Regions from separate parts of the Nothobranchius furzeri genome. Here region 1 is linked to region 2. The links are chromatin contacts, called in public Hi-C maps. All regions are on one chromosome and are shown on one strand. Each heading gives the region's core, a stretch centred on a gene start, on an enhancer-like site or on the middle of the called end of the contact. The rest is flanking DNA. Distances are from core to core; before and after follow the strand shown. Region 1 overlaps gabra4 (gamma-aminobutyric acid type A receptor subunit alpha4). Region 2 holds the start of LOC107378415 (cilia- and flagella-associated protein 100).

What was found. A called contact is a pair of places that touch in the nucleus more often than the background predicts.
Region 1: a contact with region 2 is called in a Hi-C map of skeletal muscle, with 7 times the contacts expected there. The contact joins the enhancer-like site here to the promoter of LOC107378415 in region 2. A contact is called at or near these places in 2 of 2 Hi-C or Micro-C datasets (skeletal muscle and tail fin).

What each region holds. Positions count from the first base shown.
Region 1 is chr1:28,728,828-28,731,527 of NfurGRZ-RIMD1, reverse strand. The region is part of intron 8 of gabra4 (gamma-aminobutyric acid type A receptor subunit alpha4); the gene reads right to left. Among protein-coding and RNA genes, the nearest start is that of LOC139069756, 32 kb to the left of the region's middle. Within about 2 kb of position 1,272, at least 1 of the 3 cell types and tissues checked has an H3K27ac peak or open chromatin away from gene starts, as enhancers often do. A contact at or near this core is called in tail fin, where this site is marked.
Region 2 is chr1:28,630,273-28,632,972 of NfurGRZ-RIMD1, reverse strand. It overlaps LOC107378415 (cilia- and flagella-associated protein 100), which reads left to right and starts at 1,290. Exons shown (of 13, transcript XM_070553232.1): 1 at 1,290-1,298. The coding sequence starts at 1,290.

The DNA of each region.
Region 1 (2,700 bases), core at 23-2,522, 99 kb before region 2:
GAACAGACACAAACGTTTACATGCTAAGGAGGTTCTAGAGAACTCTTGCATCATGTTGGACTGAGGACCAAGATGATGTGGAAAATCATTCAAGTGAAGGCCACAGCCTTAAAGGTTGGTTTATGCTTGATGCGTCCGCGAGGTCCGCACGGCTCCGCGTGGAAAAGTTGCGTCATTTTGCGTCATTTTAACAACCACGCCCCTCCACCGCGTCTCCGCACGGCCCAAGATTTCCGCAACGCGCACCTCGGAAAATTTCTAACCACGCGGACGGTCGGACACGGAAAAACATGGCGGACCGGCACGGCAGAGGTTCGTAAATACAGACATTTGTATGATTCAGCTCTCAAAGATCACCGTGATCAACATGTTGTTAATAATTCTTGGAGAGAAATAGCTCGCACTGTCGGAAAAGACGAGAACGCTGTTAAAAATGCTGAAATGTCATGTTGTAAACAGTAATTTCTACTTCTACTATGGTGTAGTGTTGGATGCATGCTGTAGAGCTCCATGCTGCCCCCTACAGTTTGGGAGAATATTGGCTCACCGCAGAGACGAGCCGCACGAACCATAAACGCTGCGAGTTGTGAAGCGCGTTCCAGCCGCGAGCCGCATCACCGCGCGGAAAGTGAATGCGTCAAGCATAAACCAAGCTTCAGTCTTTTAAGGACAACTCATGAGGTTTATTATCATGTCACAAATCAGTAGTAGAGTACTGAAATAAAAGTGAACTGAGCTTTGACTGCGAATGTGAGATGTTAGATCGAGGACGTCGCCACCTCACGTTTACTTTTTAGCCTTTATTTCGGTCTGAATTTGCTTGTTAGCTAAATATTTAGCCATGAGCTGACACATTTATTTATAGATTTCTACATTCAGATGTACCTAGAATATTAACATTATTTTTTGAGGAAAAACATCGTAACATCCTTATGTTTTCACCCGCTTATCTGAGACTAGGTCACAGGAGTAGCATCCCCAGCAGAGAGGCTCAAACCGCCCTCTCCCCAGCAGCCTCCACCTGCTCCACACGCAGGGTGCCCAGGCGGTGTCTGGCAAACGTGGGGATGTAATCCTTCACCATGTCGACCCACAGGCTTCCTGCTGGTAGGACATGATTCAAACGCTCTCCTGGGAAGTGTCCAAGGGACATCCTGACGTAACGCCTGAACCAGTTCAGCCGGCTCCTCTCAGTATGGAAGAGCAGCTCTACTCTGAACCTCTCCCAGATGTCCAAGCTCTTCACTCTTTCTCTACTGTTGGGCCCAGTCATCCAACGGTCTGGTCTGCCACCAGACACAACCCAAGCTCAGGCCTGCCCTCAGGGTGGGCACCCATCTGGGCTGGGCACGCTGGTTTGAAGCTCAAAACGGGTCTTGTGCTGCCCTCACGACACGTGACCATGTGAAGCTAGACAGCCAGCGAACAAAATAGACGAGATCTCCACACAAGGCTTGCTTTTCTTGATTTTACTGAAGATCTTTTAAGCCTTATCTCTCTCAAGGCTTCTCCTTGCTATTTCTTATTTGTAACTGAAACATACAGAGTGAAAATAAATCGCTAGCTAATACACATCTTAATAAGAACTTAAAGATTAGCCTAGCTTAACAGGTACATTACATTAGCATCACAGTTCACTCTCTATGTAAACACATATAAAGGTTATTTCTGAACACATTAATACTTACAAAGACGAACGTTTCCTAAAGGTACAAGCGTGTAGGGCACTTATAGCGTGTACATGAACTTATTCACTGTTTTAATACTGCCGAAGCACTTTTCACAGCGTTCGCGGAGAAAAAACGTCAAAGATAGGTGAATGATAAGAGCGCTCACTCGCTCCCATTTCCGCACGTACAATACAAAGATCGCTTGTGATAACGATGTCTCACTCTGAGCAAATTTCAAACCCACACATTTTAACTGTTTTTTTTAGCATGAATCACACATTTCTTAACTTTGAAATTATTTATCACCTTGCTTTCATAACTTAATCAGATTATGCAATAACTACTGACTTTTAACTAAAAGGCATAACAGGTCTTATATAGTAACATGTAGTATTTCATTTTCAAGGTGAAGACATTTGAAGAGGTTTGTGAGTGCGGTGTTGTTGCTGTTATTTTCCTTTTCATAATTATCTGTCAGAAGATTGTTGCATTGATCTGACACCACCCCTCCTGACACAGATGGCCTCCCTCTGGAAGTGAGTCCAATACAGATGTCACTTAACAAGGATTGCTCTCATTTCACACCAGCTTAAGGCAGAAAGTCAGCAGCGCTGCACCAGGGTGGTGATGCAGCGCAGCATCAAAGGGGCTTATCCTTTGAGAGTCAAGGCGGGTGTGATGCCGGCACTGAGGCATTTGCAGGAATAATCCAGCCCCCCCTCCTACTCTGAAACTGAAAGCATCCAATGTGTCCCACGAGCAGCGGAGGAAGAGCGTGGACTGGGTGTTTTTTTTTAATCATGAGGAGATAGAACCATCAGGAGCCAAGCCTTCTGCTAACAGGACCAGCTCCTGAAGAGGAGAACATTAATCCCCCCAACCCCACCACCAGATTCTCACTGAAATCTATACAGATGTACCGGGGCTGAGTTGCCGTGGCAACCTACTAATCCAGTGAAGTGCCGTTGTCACTGCATTCAGGAATGATTACGCCACACTGGGATTTGGACTGGCGGGGGCAACTTCAAGT
Region 2 (2,700 bases), core at 41-2,540:
GGAACGAGCTACGTCGGGTCACAGCTGCCTGACAGCATGGCAGCTTCATCTCTGCTCTCCTGTTCCTGCCATGAGAGGAAGTCAAGTTTTCTGTTCTCCAGTTCACAATAAGAGGGAAATGTAGCAAAACAGCATTATTTGAGTCCTTTAATTAGTGAATTAATGGTTTTTTTTTTATTGTTGTTGGCGGTGTCTTCATTCTCCTTTATTTTTGTTTATAAGTCAAGCACTTATCTTTAGAGAAAAGCTGATCATAAATAGATGGTGGTTGTCTTATGTAACTCCATCTTTAGGTGGCATGAAGGGGTGACAGCGATCTGTAATGCTCAAACACCTGATGCGTTGCTATAAATAACCAGATACATTATATTTGTCTTATTTTAGTCATCTGTGTTGTGAAGCAGTGTTATCGCATTGTAAATAAGTCACTGAACATCTAGAAAGAAATACAGTCTTCCAGAATACAGGTAGACCAGTAAACCTGTGAAGGGAGGATGAAGATGCAAGAAAATCAATGCACTTGTTTGCTTTAGGCTTCATGTTTCTGCCTTCTTATGATAATGCTCCTCAAGAGTAAATAAAACACCCTTTCTCTTTTCTTACACAACGTGGCCTTTTCTGTTGCCAACGCATCCATCCCATGTGTGTGTGTGTGCGTGTGTGTGTGTGTATGTGTGTGTGTGTGTGTGTGTGTGTGTGTGTGTGTGTGTGTGTGTGTGTGTGTGTGTGTGTGTGTGTAACTTTAACCTGACAATCTGACAGTGGGATTTCCTACAAGCGTGTGTAGTGTGTGGGCTGCTTTGCTGAGCTGAGATGTGTGGGGTCATGTGTGGATGCGTGGGATGCGATGTACAGTATCAGGTTCTAAGTATACTCACTTATGCACGCGGTGGACTAAAAGAAGAGCTGGTGATCAGCGTCTCTCAGGGACAAAAAGATAAGTGACACGGATTTCACTTAAACGGCTACTTTGATGACATCCCGATTAATCTCGAAATTTCTTGGCAAAAAACTGAAGAAATGAATTTGAGTTTGTCTGGGTGAAATGATCTGTCTCTGCCATCTAGTGGTGAATAAGCACCACTACCGATAGAGGAGGCAGAAGTGCTGCTGTCTTTTTCTGATGACTCAGTCTTTTTGTTGTTATCAGAAAAGCCAGTTTTACTTTGGTGTGTGTGTGTGCGCGCGCGCGTGCGTGTGTGTGCGTGCGCGCGCGTTATAGTTCGAACTGAATGAACAATGGGGATAAGTGGAAAAAATCCGAGGAGACGTTGAAGGAAGCAGTTACCATGACAACGGTACACACGGCACACCTAGCTAACTTCTAGAGCTGGTAAGTTGCTCCGTTTGAGTCTGTGAATGGCAATAATGCAGCAGGGTTCGCTTCATAATACCACAGCCATGTTTCATACTGTCTGTTTTATTATATCCTGCTCATTTATCTCTCAATTAAACCGTAAGGTGCACTAATGTTTAGCTAGTGCTTTAGCTCGTTTAGCTGTTTGTACAGTTTCATTTAAAATAATATTAATGTCATTTTTGCCTAAATTAGTAAACAGTTTCGACGTTACGCGTACATCTGACATTTTGATGTGAGCTAAGAGGAATAAAAGTAATAAATAAATAAATAAATAAATAAATAAATAAGCTGACGTCATGCGCTGCCCAGAATGCATCACGAGAGCATCCGTCAGATCGTCAAAGTTCATCTGAGAAAATTTATGGAAAATAATTATTTAGAGGAATGTTTGATAAAATTAACATGAATATGGAAATATTGCGTTGAACATTAGTAATGGCATTGATGCGTAATATATATGATACAGGAAGTTATATCTCCAACAAATCAACAGTTAATTATATAAATATGTAGTTAGCTTTTTCTAAAGGACATCTTGTGTGGATTCCAACTTTTATTTACAATTAGCAGAGAGGCAGCAAAAACGTGCAGGGTAGTGGTCCACAGCATCACTTCAGTCGTTATAGCTGCATTGTTTATGGTCCTCCTGAATATACTTCAAGCATGTCAGCTGCAGTGGATGTAGAAGTCATAGATGTTTTATAGGTAGAATTTAAGAGATGTTGTGTTTCTTCATAAATACTGTTAATAAATATTTGCATCAGATGATCATTGATGATGACTTTGTGATGCTTTATTTAACCCACGTTCGTCCTGGTAGGAAGGGATTTGTTGGGACCGCTGTGATTTTGTTTCATTAAGTCATATTCTGAGCAAACAGCTGCGTTTTCTTTGTTCCACAACTGGACCTTCTTAAATCACATTTGTAGTTGTCATTTTGATCTGTTGCCAAATATCAGACCGATTTATAACATATCAGGACTTGTAGAGTGACTGTTGTGTTTCAGTCACCTGCTCCTGTGATCTGAGCTGGTGGAGCTTCTGAGGCAGAGAGCGATGTTGTCAGCATGCTTTTGTCATGTCAAGCTTCTCTCGCTCACATAAGCACACGTGCCACAACCCTTATTGATATCCGATTAATCTGCATGCTTGTAAACATGTTCTTCAGACAGCTTCATGGTTTCAGACACAAATACTCTACAGAAATCTAGAAAGATAACTTTTAAAATCTTCTTTTTATTCACGTGTAGAAATAAGGAGGTTTAAAGTGTCAAACAGCAGTGAAAAGGTGGGCGTGTGTTGGTTTGATCGCTGCTGCGTTTACTAAAGAAACTTTCTTG